2 separate regions of the Xenopus laevis genome follow, and region 2 is linked to region 1. The links are chromatin contacts, called in public Hi-C maps. All regions are on one chromosome and are shown on one strand. Each heading gives the region's core, a stretch centred on a gene start, on an enhancer-like site or on the middle of the called end of the contact. The rest is flanking DNA. Distances are from core to core; before and after follow the strand shown.

Evidence for each region. Hi-C and Micro-C count contacts between places; a contact is called where the count stands out from the background.
Region 2: a contact with region 1 is called in a Hi-C map of the XTC cell line, with 5 times the contacts expected there. The contact joins two enhancer-like sites. A contact is called at or near these places in 2 of 4 Hi-C or Micro-C datasets (the XL177 cell line and the XTC cell line).

Annotation. Positions count from the first base shown.
Region 1 is chr7L:127,732,471-127,738,770 of Xenopus_laevis_v10.1, reverse strand. It overlaps LOC108696810 (zinc finger protein 70), which reads right to left. Exons shown (of 3, transcript XM_018226468.2): 2 at 5,937-6,043; 3 at 1,515-4,270. The coding sequence starts at 6,026. The coding sequence ends at 2,153. Among protein-coding and RNA genes, the nearest start is that of LOC108696810, 4.8 kb to the right of the region's middle. Within about 2 kb of position 3,295, at least 1 of the 7 cell types and tissues checked has an H3K27ac peak or open chromatin away from gene starts, as enhancers often do.
Region 2 is chr7L:127,801,512-127,807,811 of Xenopus_laevis_v10.1, reverse strand. It overlaps the pseudogene btg5.3.L. Among protein-coding and RNA genes, the nearest start is that of kcnn4.L, 17 kb to the right of the region's middle. Within about 2 kb of position 2,506, at least 2 of the 7 cell types and tissues checked have an H3K27ac peak or open chromatin away from gene starts, as enhancers often do.

The DNA of each region.
Region 1 (6,300 bases), core at 2,046-4,545:
TGGAGTGATATCACCTTCCTCCCTTCCCCCCCCCCTCCCCCCCAGCAGCCCATCAGCAGAACAATGGGGAGGTCACCAGATATCAGTTCCCTGGTACATATAAGAACAGAACTCAATAGTAAAAATCCATGTCCCACTATATTGAGTAGGAGAAACAACAGCCTGCCAGAAAGCAGTTCCATCCTAAAGTGCTGGCTCTTTCTGAAAGCACATGACCAGGCAAAATGACCTACACACCAAGATTACAACTAAAAAAAATACACTTATCGGCTCATGAATGAAATTGTATATGGTAGAGTTAATTATTTGCAGTGTAAACAGTGTAATTTAGGAACATAATCAACATCATAAAAATCATGACAGAATCTATTTAACTGCCTTGGCATGTAGTGTTAGTTATGTTACTTGGGGTGTGTGTGCTGCCATACTCACACGGGACTGAGCAAACTTTGCAACCACAGGGGGCAGCGTCTTTATCTCTGCTTTACACATTCTGTCCCCAAATATAATGTTTATTAAAACTAGTGTCAGTACAAAAATAACTTGTTAAATTAATTCAACCTCTGGAGAGGGGGCCTGGCTGTGTTGCCAGGAGCTTGACTTTGCCAGAAAAGTAAGTAGCTGGCAACACCACATAGGTCTATCCATCACCCGGGGTTAGTAATTTTAAAAGGGCATATTTTTAAAAAGAATGAGACCCAACAATTATATGTTGTTACTTTAGATAAGTGCAAAAAATTGTGTTGCCCCTTGTTAAAGGGATAGTGGTACTACCTGGATAGTCTAATCTCTCATCTTTTGTACATCCTTCACTCACCACAACTAATTAAATGACTTGCTCAATGATTTAACTCAGGCCCCCCCCCCACTTTCTCTGAAGTTGACTTTAGGCTTGGGAGGGCAGGGTAAGTCCTGGGTCACACTTTATATTTGTCCTCAGTCTAGTAGGGTTTACTCCTGCCTTAAAGCGCAACATCAACTCATAAGACTGTGAGGCAGGAACTACAGTATGTCACTGGAAGAACGATCTTAGAACTGGGATTGTAAGTCATCCGCAAGAACCCCATCTGCATTTGTAAATTACTATGGGTATGGGATAAGATTGCCTATCCAAGACCTTGTCTATTTCTTTTTTTCTGTCTGTATTGGTAAGGAATAAGACTGCTTGTACATTAGCAGACTACCCTAAGAGTGGGTATCTATATCCATGTGAATATATTGAATTTGGCTAGGAGTATCCCTCTCAAAGTCATACTCTGAATGAGGTCTGGATCTGAGACAAGCTCTCCAGAAGCAGCAAACGTGTTGGTCAGGTTAAAACCCAAATGGGACAGAGAAAATGGAGATGTTCTCATACAGAAAGGTTGCCACTAAATATAGAACTGGAGCTGCATAGTAAATAAAAAGCTTCCTAATCCTGCATAGCATCTATAAAAATGTACTTCAAAAATGTTATTCTTCAATGTAAAGCCACGTTTCAAAGTCGACTCTCACTGGCACAACGCATGGAGGAATAATTTAGGTTTTGTGATGTTTATAGTATTTAAAAATATCCACTATTAATTCACATTTCTCAGTCACATAAAAGTCAATCATGATCTGGGAATAGAATTTCCACTGCTCGAAACACTTAGGAACTGTAGACATTAGATGGACCTTAGATGGACATTAGATGGACCTCCTGAATTGTGTCCCACAACACCCCAGCCAGATCAGGAGGAGATGCTTTGACTGGCAGTGCCCAGAGTTGACCTGTACATTATTATCTAAAATTCTGAGGAATCGGATTGCTTTTCAATGTTAAGTACTGTGTCCTCTCAACGGATGAAGATAGATCTCATTAGAAAGTTGAATCCTCTGTATTACGAGGCAGTATAATCAGTTCCATGAGAGTTACGTCTTAGTTCATGTTTACACGGAAAAAAAATAACTCGTTATTTAAACGTGACAACAATCATGTACCATGCTAGCCTTTATGCATTAGACAGCATAGCATCTGCAGTTGGACATGAGTAGAAGTTCTTGGAAAAGATAAGACCAGCACTTCAGTGGTCAGAATGAGACTATGGATAACCTACATAGAAAATGACTGACATTACAAAAACCACTACATAAAAAAAAAAAGGAAACATGAAAACCCCCAAAAAGCAGCCTATGCTTTAGTCTTTCTCTGTTTTTTGCCCTTCTTTACTTTTTTTTTGTTCTTCTGTCCTTTCTTTTTGAGATCTGAATTGTTCATCAAGGAGTGCCATAAATATCTGGGGAGCTGAGAAAACTTTGCCCCACAGCTGCACTGGAAACGTGACACAAGAGGGTGGATCCAGCTGTGTGCCCGGAGCTGGTGGTACCCGCACAAAGCCTGTCCACACATTTCACAGATAAATCCAGTGTCGCTCAAGTGCTGCAGTTGGTGCCGCAAGAAGTGCAGTGACCCTACTGTGGATTTGCCACAATCACATTTGTGCTTTCTTTTGACTGGAACTTTGCGGCCGGAAACCCGGTGCTGATGCCTCTTGAGATGCGAGAGCCGGTAAAAGCGAACACCACAGTCTGGACATTTCAGAGGTGGCTTTGGCCTTTTGGAAAATTGAACCATGAACGCATGTGACATGGATTGTGGAAGAGACTTCTGCGCTTCTCCCTTTCCAGCAGCAGTATGGCTCCGCTGTTTTTCCCGGGCTGTTTTTTTGGTATCAGATGCCCGGACAAAGTCTTCATCTATGAAATGGTGGATTATTTCATCCTCACCAATGACATTGTCGTCCTCCTCTTGCATGCTAGCCAACATTTCCGGGGTGTACTGGAGATCTGGAAAATATGGTTCAGGTGGATAGAGGCCCAAGCCAAGGTTCTTTTCCTTCATGGCGGCAACATGAAAGTTATGACTCATATGCCAGTTTAGATGTTTAACCAAGTTGCCCTTGTGTCTGAAGCAACGGCCACATTCGTCACAGGAAAAAGGCAAGTCTACATCCTCAAATCCAATGACTGGATTTTTCATCGTTTGCCAAGATCCACCCTCACTTGCAATCGCTTTTTTTGCTAGATTTACCTTTTGGTCATGAATTTTGGCACGAAGTTCCAGCTCTGACTCTTTTAAATGCCAACGGATGTGGGTGGAAAATGCACAGCTTCGTTCGAACACTCTCCCGCACTGCTGGCATGTGTAGGACTTGTTGGCAGTGCCAGGGGGATAATTGTTGTTTATGATTTTCCCTGTAGGTGTCCTCTGAGGCATCTTACTTGCCTGGCCTTGTGATGTTGAGGGGCTCGGACTAGTGTTGCTACTGGCTTCCTGTTTCCCTTTCGCTACGTATTCTGATGAGTCTGCTTTGAAAGAGATTGTCTGCAGGTTGGCTAAATTGGGGTCTTTGCCCCAACATGTATGCTTGGCTATATTTCGAAATCTTCCAAACTGACGCCCGCATTTGTCGCAGTTAAACTGAAGGGGCATTGTCTGCTTATTTGATTTGCTCTTTGATGCTATTACTCTATCAGTTGAATAGCCTTTCTCGCTGTCTGATGAATTGTCTAGCGTGTCCCCTAAAACAAACGTGCGGATCTCTTCCTCATTCATTTCCTGTGCTATCTTAAGCTCCTTCTGTGCCTTTTCACACACCTGCTCCAATGCCCTTTCCGAATCATTGTAAGAGCTCGTTCCGTGACCAGCATTATCAACACTTTTTTTGAGGAAGTCTACCATCTTCAAGCAGAAATGTTTTTCTAAATCAGAAAACCTTCGAAATTGCCGGCCGCATCTTGGACAGTTGTGGATTTTGAGGGATGACTTTCTGGGGCTCTTTTCGTGAGTATCTAGACTATTAATATCTACAGAAAAGCCCATGTCCTCTTTGGGGAGGCATCCCATTTCTGAGGAGGCATGGTTAACATTAGAAGGTTGATGGGAAACCGAGGACGGGCTCAACTCCACATTTTCTTCTGTAGTAGATTCTGCTATAACTAGTTCCTCCACAAAAGGAAAAACTTGATCCTGAACACATTCATTGCTCCAAAGCACCGCCTGATTATCAATTGGTGGGTTATCATGGTGTAGCCCTTGTTGTGGTTCTTCAGAAATCGAAATGTTCTCTATCTTCTGATTCACTTGTTCTTGGCTCTCAATTTCGACTGCAGGTTCTATCAATTCTGCTTCTGGATTCTCGTCATCAGAGGATGAGGAAACAACAGCATCGCCGTCCAAGCTCTCGTCACTACTCGATTCATCAAAATACTGTAGAGTGTGCCAAGCTGGCAAGTCCTTCTTATTTTCCTGGTGGGGACACAACGTAAGGCACACAAAATGGAAATAAATCAGCAGTTCGAAAAACAATTAATTACTGTTGAAGGGATATGCTTAAATGGCAGGAACACCAATTGTTTTGGATGATTTTTTGCTTCTTGAAGATGCTGTACAATGATAGAACCAATAAGAGGGGTCTACGTTGCACATCACTGGCACTTTTAAACAGACTAATAATTATCCTGATCTGTACAGCAGCACTGTGAAGATGCCATAAATATTACTTAATTAAACTTAATTTCATGGATACAAAAAAACTTTCTAAATATAATCAATTTGAAGTTTGGTACCATTTCTAAAATATTCAAGCTACTCTTCACTATGCCCCTCAGCATCTGTCACTCTTCATGCAGGAGTTGGAGTCAGATTTTGATTGACAAGAGAGAGAGAGAGAGAGAGAGAGAGATGATAATTGATTATAATACACAAAAGCCATGAATATCCTGTAAATTATATCCTTATAAACGGTGAGTTCTGATGTCATCAGTTATAAACGGTGAGTTCTGATGTCATTTCTGTCACATGACTCATTGAAATTTGTGTATTATAATAAATAAAGTACCCCCAGTTGTAAAATATGAGGATATTAGAAGTTACCTCGGAGTTTCATGACCTGTATAAAAACACTCGGCCTTCGGCCTCGTGTTTTTATATGGTCATGAAACTCCTTGGTAACTTATAATATCCTTATATTTTACAAGAGGGGGTACTTTATTCACTATATATTTTATAAGCAAGATACATCTCTCAAGTAATGCAAATAATAGAGACAATATGGATAAATTATTCATAAAAAAAGTCAAATATATTTTCTTAAAAGTAAAGTGCCATTAAAAGAGTTGTTACAAAAAACAATAATAGAATGAACACAACATTGTTTTTCCTACAAATTTTTCAAGTGCATTTATTTTAGGATAGTTAATGCAAATTAAGTGAAAATTAGGTGAATTTATTACTGGTTTGTTCTCTGCCTATGCCGTAATTACGTAGCAAGAACAATTTCATACATTAAAAGATAAGATCTCTTTGCCAGAACGGCGCTATTCATATAGGATGATCTGTGCAGACTGAAAATTGCACCTGTGGCTTTGTCTGTTTGGACTCTTAGCCCAAAAGAAAAAAAAAAACCCTTAAACATGTAGGGCCAGAGTCACTAGGGAGTGCTTAACAAATTGGCACCGTGCATGCTGGGATTTGTAGTATATAACAATTGCTATCAGAATTTGTATCTGTCTGTCCTTTGCTATTTTCTGACTACATGTAGAAGTGACAATGCATTCTACGCTTCTGTGATGAACAGACCTCTAAAGACTGCAAATCACAAGTGTGCAAGGAACTGTGGGACTTGGGAGTCCCAGCTGGAGGGGTGTAGGAAATCGAATACAAGCTGAAGGACTACTGTTTCAGTGGTGTATGTAGTCAGATCTAGCAGTGCAGACAATAGCAAAGGACACATACAGCTTTGCATAGCAATCACATTAGAAAAGTGACTTAGAATTTGCTTCCATAATGGAAAATGTTATATTTGGGTTTACATTCCCTTTAAATTGTGCACATTAAAAAAATCTGCAGGAAAGTCAATGGTTTAACACAGCGCAGCTCTTTCTTGTGGCACAACAATAAGGGAGCCACCTACCAGCCTTAATGCAATGGGCTCATCCAGAGGAACATTCCCGTCCTTCAGCTCCACTTCAGCGCCAACATCGATGCCCTGCTCTAGCTCCATGGTAGCGCTTGGCCCCCCTGCAATGCCAATAAAGGACAACCTATCAGAGTCTGCGGATTTCAGTGGATGATTTGCTGCACAGAATTTGCAAGTGGTGTGAATACTTCTATTAGTGTCCAGGTTAAAATACAAGCAAGCCCACCAGATGTTGTGGTTGGAGGGATGCTGGGAATTGTAGTTCAGTGTTACAGTAAGGCATTTTGTGGGACACGAATTTACATGTTAAGTCAGATCCACATTCATGAGCTCAAATGAAGACCAGGAAACAGGGATA
Region 2 (6,300 bases), core at 1,257-3,756, 70 kb before region 1:
ACACTCACACTGATGATCTGTTACTTACACACTCAAACAACACTGTCTAACACACCCACAGTCTTACACACACACACACACACACATAGAACACTATCTGCCTCTCACATACACACTCTGTAGGAAGGATTGGATTAACATTGCACATATTTTGGAGCAAGAAGTTTTAACGATTTATCCTGGTTTTTTTTTTTTTTGTTACTTCAGTTAAAATGAGCATCTTTGTTCCACCGGAGATGATTGAAGAGATAGTGGCCGGAGTGAATTACCTGAAGGCTCTGGTGAATCGGTGCTACCGGCTGGATCCCATGTTGGTGGAGGAATTTGGGGAGAGTCTGACGGAGATTCTGTGCAGGAGATACACGAGACACTGGTACCCAGAGAAACCCATGAAGGGACAGGCATTCAGGTACTGATACTAATACTCTCTCATCATCATTTAATGGGTAATAACATGTCGTGCTCATGTGAGGGGCCAGTTCATTTTTGTACCCCAAAAATTATGCTCTGTTGGTAAATGATAATGCTGTGTGATATTATAGTACATTACTATGGGAATATATATTATTACACAAATAGTTGCAGAGTCACTGGACTTGGAAATAGACCTTGGGATAGGGGGGCTACAATTAAACACGGGGGCCATTGTGGCACATTTTAGCCACTGAAATCCGATGCCATTGATATTCACTACAGTATGTTAATCTCCCTGATTATCCTAATCACTTCGTGGGGACAATGAGACGTCCATGATCTTTGCATTTTAAAGGAGAAGTAACGGCACCAGCAGACAGGACAGGGTTTCAGTCTATAGTCTGGATGTTCAGTAGTCGCAATCAGCATTGTTTCAGTATCAGCATTGTTTGAGTCTATAGTCTGCGTGTTCAGTAGTCGCAATCAGCATTGTTTGAGTCTATAGTCTGGGTGTTCTGTAGTCACAATCAGCATTGTTTGAGTCTATAGTCTAGATGTTCTGTAGTCGCAATCAGCATTGTTTGAGTCTATAGTCTGGGTGTTCTGTAGTCACAATCAGCATTGTTTGAGTCTATAGTCTGGGTGTTCTGTAGTCACAATCAGCATTGTTTGAGTCTATAGTCTGGGTATTTTGTAGTCGCAATCAGCATTGTTTGAGTCTATAGTCTGGGTGTTCTGTAGTCACAATCAGCATTGTTTGGGTCTATAGTCTGGGTGTTCTGTAGTCGCAATCAGCATTGTTTGAGTTTATAGTCTGCGTGTTCTGTAGTCGCAATCAGCATTGTTTGAGTCTATAGTCTGGGTGTTCTGTAGTCGCAATCAGCATTGTTTGAGTCTATAGTCTGGGTGTTCTGTAGTCGCAATCAGCATTGTTTGAGTCTATAGTCTGGGTGTTCTGTAGTCGCAATCAGCATTGTTTGAGTCTATAGTCTGGGTGTTCTGTAGTCGCAATCAGCATTGTTTGAGTCTATAGTCTGGGTGTTCTGTAGTCACAATCAGCATTGTTTGAGTCTATAGTCTGGGTATTCTGTAGTCGCAATCAGCATTGTTTGAGTCTATAGTCTGGGTGTTCTGTAGTCACAATCAGCATTGTTTGGGTCTATAGTCTGGGTGTTCTGTAGTCGCAATCAGCATTGTTTGAGTTTATAGTCTGCGTGTTCTGTAGTCGCAATCAGCATTGTTTGAGTCTATAGTCTGGGTGTTCTGTAGTCGCAATCAGTATTGTTTGAGTCTATAGTCTGGGTGTTCTGTAGTCGCAATCAGCATTGTTTGAGTCTATAGTCTGGGTGTTCTGTAGTCGCAATCAGCATTGTTTGAGTCTATAGTCTGAGTGTTCTGTAGTCGCAATCAGCATTGTTTGAGTCTATAGTCTGGGTGTTCTGTAGTCACAATCAGCATTGTTTGGGTCTATAGTCTGGGTGTTCTGTAGTCGCAATCAGCATTGTTTGAGTCTATAGTCTGCGTGTTCTGTAGTCGCAATCAGCATTGTTTGAGTCTATAGTCTGGGTGTTCTGTAGTCGCAATCAGCATTGTTTGAGTCTATAGTCTGGGTATTCTGTAGTCACAATCAGCATTGTTTGAGTCTATAGTCTGGGTGTTCTGTAGTCGCAATCAGCATTGTTTGGGTCTATAGTCTGGGTATTCAGTAGTCACAATCAGCATTAATAAAGTTTCTTTTTCCATTGGCTGCTCCTTTATTTCTATTAGTGAATGAGCTTTCCTGTGTGATACTCATTGTGGGACGAATTATAATGAGCTCATTAGATTGATTAGCAACTCTGTCCTTTCTGTTCTTACCTGGGGCATAAAGGGGGGTGTTTAACCCTATCTCTGCTCCTCTTACACCCGAGGACTGAATAAGCAAATAGTGATAATAGTTGTTGCAGCCCTGAATGTACAAGATGTCCATTTATTTCCGTGTAGATAAAGATAAAGACACTGACCTGCTGAGCTTTCTTCTTTCTTTCATGGGAACAATATTGCTTTGGTAATCTCACTCTCTCTTTCTCTCTTACACACTCACACTTTCTCCTTCTCTCTCTTACACACTCACACACTCTCAGCCTTTCACTTACACTCTCCCTCTCTCTCAGTCTTCCTCTCTTACACACTCACACACACTCTCTTTCTCTTAAACACTCTCAGTCTATCTCTTACACACTCACACTCTCTCTCTTACACACTCACTCTCTCTCTATTACACACTCACACACTCTCAGCCTTTCACTTACACTCTCTCTCTCTCTCTCTCTCTCACTCTCAGTCTTCCTCTCTTACACACTCACACACACTCTCTTTCTCTTAAACACTCTCAGTCTGTCTCTTATACACTCACACTCTCTCTCTTACACACTCACACTCTCTCTCTTACACACTCACAGCCTTTCAGTTACACTCACTCTCTCTCTCTCTCTCTCTCTCTCTCTCTCTCTCTCTCTCTAATCTATCTATCTATCTATCTATCTATCTATCTATCTATCTATCTATCTATCTATCTATCTATCTATCTATCTACCTACCTACCTACCTACCTATCTATCTATCTATCTATCTATCTATCTATCTATCTATCTATCTATCTATCTATCTATCATCTCTCTCTCTCTCTCTCTCTCTCTCTCTCTCTCTCTCTCTATCTATCTAATCTCTCACTCTCTCTCTCTCTCTCTCTCTCTCTCTCTCTCTCTCTCTCTCAGTCTTTCTCTCTTACACACTCACACGCACTCTTTCTCTTTAACACTCTCAGTCTATCTCTTACACACTCTCTCTCTCTTACACACTCACACTGTCTCTCTCTCTTTCTCTTAAACACTCTCAGTCCTGACTTATCTAATCTCTGTCTCTAGGTGTATCCGGATCAACCAGCATCAGAAGGATGAAAGTATCCTGGAATCGTGTGCCCTTTGTGGCATCACATACGCAGATTTGGCACTGCCCAAAGAGCTGACGCTATGGATCGACCCCTATGAAGTTTGCTGCCGGTGAGTAACCCCCACTGAGAAATGTTAGGGAATTGGTGGCCACAGACTTCGGAATTGTATGCAACCTGGTCCTCAGAGGAACTGGGTCAAGGAAAGAACTAATTAGATTTTGTTCAGAATGCTTAAAGGATAAGTAAGGCTTAAAATAAGTGAATGTAAAATTGATGAGGGGGCTATTCTAAACACTTTTGCAATGTACATTCATTATTTATTTATTTTTAATTCCAAGATATTAAAGGATACGGGTACTGTTAATATGAATTAATTTCGTTACAGCAGCGCCACCTGCTGGTCATTTTCTGATCAGTCTGACCACCAAGTAGTCACATGTACACATTCATATTAACAGCACATGTATCCTTTCATATCTTGGAATTAAAGAAAAATAAATAATGAATGTAAATGACAAAAGTGCTTAGAAAAGCCCCCTCATCAATTTTACATTCACTTGTTTTTAAGGTTTACTTATCCTTTAACTAGGGATGCACAGAATCCACTCTTTTGGATATGGCCGAACCCCCGAATCCTTCGCGAAAGATTCAGCCGAATACCGAATCTGAATTTGCTTATGCAAATTAGAGTTGGGAAGTGGTAAACATTTTTTACTTCATTGTTTTGTGACAAAAAGTCACCCATCATTCGCAAATTAGGATTCGGATTCAGTTGAGCCGGGCAGAAGAATTCGGCCGAATCCTGCTGGAAACTATAACGGGTGACAACAATATAACTAAATGTCAAAATGCTCTTCTGGGCACTATTGCAGTTTACATTATTTTTTCTAGACTTCATGCTATTTTAACAATTAATGTAGTGAACGTGTAACAGTAGCGCCCTCTGCTGTTCTTTCTGGGCAGTGGTCATAGAGAATATCAGAAGCTTTGTTTACTCGGACAGGAATCGTCTCCTGATGCCTCCCTGCTCATTTCTATTGCTCTTTGTGGCAGGAGTGATAAAAATACGCAGAGAAGCATCTGGAGATGACAAACACGTTTACATTTAATTAAACATGTCGGCTACATGTCCACATTCAGGGAAAATTATGCCCAAATGTCAGGGAAAGGAATGTGGATTTGTTGTATATCCTCCGATAGCTGAAACATCTTATTTAATCGTCAGGTTGCGCGAGTATAGTCACCCATACACCGTGGCGAGCTTTGATCCCAGGGACAATCGCACAATGTCAACGAGTTTGGAGAGCGAGATCCCAACTGCCTCATTAGATAGTGGTATCGAGTGCACCAGCCCCAGCTCATCATTCGCATCTTCGATAGGCGACGTGGGAGAAGATATGGACAGCGGGGTCGACAGCAGCGCAGAGGAACTGACCCACCTTTACTCACATCAGACGGCTTGGACCCCCGGTGGGATTTGCCAAACTCCGGTAAGGAAGTGGCCTGACTAAAGCGGTTGGGTAGATGTAGTGGAGGCAAACGAAATGGGGCTATCCGGCATTTAAAGGAATCCACAGGGCCAAATCATAATAAAGTAAAAACAATATTTATTTGTCGAATTTAAAGGGATACTGTCATGGGAAAAGACATTTTTTATTTCAAAACACATCAGTTAATAGTGCTGCTCCAGCAGAATTCTGCACTGAAATCCATTTCTCAAAAGAGCAAACAGATTTTTTATATTCAATTTTGAAATCTGACATGGGGCTGGACATATTGTCAGTTTCCCAGCTGCCCCATGTCATGTCACTTGTACTCTGATAAACTTCAGTCACTCTTTACTGCTGTACTGCAAGTTGGAGTGATATCACCCTCTCCCATTCCCCCCCAGCAGCCAAACAAAAGAACAATGGGAAGGTAACCAGATAGCAGCTCCCTAACACAAGATAACAGCTGCCTGGTAGATCTAAGAACAGCACTCAATAGTAAATTCCAGATCCCAATGAGACACATTCAGTTACATTGAGTAGGAGAAACAACAGCCTGCCAGAAAGCAGTTCCATCCTAAAGTGTTGGCTCTTTCTGAAAGCACATGACCAGGCAAAATGACCTGAGATGCACCTACACACCAATATTACAACTAAAAAATACACTTGCTGGTTTAGGAAATTTGATATTTTAGAGTGAATTATTTGCAATGTAAACTGTCATTTAGAAATAAAAACTAAATCTTAAAAATCATGACCGAATCCCTTTAAAATTCACATTGATCCTATACGTTTCAATCACTACAGAAACTTAGTGGGTCATTTATCAAAGTTTGGATTTATCTCAATATTTTCTGAAAAAAAACTCAGGCCAAATCCGCACGGGTTTTTGGGCTTATTTATTAATACACTTTCCCAAAAACTTTTGTTTGTGGGAAAAAATCTGAAAAAATTGTGAAAAATTAAATTTTTCATCCGATTTTTTTTTTTTGATTTTTCACCCAAAAACCCAGCGCACATCAAAAAATCATTGGGACTTCTCCCATTGACTTATATGTAACCTCGACAGGTCTGAGATGCAGGATTTTCAGATTCTGACTTTTCCCATCCTTGGGGGTTTAATAAATTCTAGGGGTGCGCCGAATCCACTATTTTGAATTCGGCCGAACCCCCGAATACTTTGCGAAAGATTTGTCCGAATACTAAACTGAATCCTAATTAAGTGTGGGAAGGGGTAAACATTTTTTACTTCCTTGCTTTGTGACAAAAAGTCACGTGATTTTCCTCCCGTCCCTAATTTGCATATGCAAATTCGGATTTGGTTCAGACGGACAGAAGGATTCGGCCGAATCCAGCTGAAAAAGGCCGAATCCCGAACCAAATCCTGGATTCGGTGCATCCCTAATAAATTCGGAAAAATTCGTGATTTTTTTAAAAGTCTGATTTTATAAAAAAAAATCACAAATT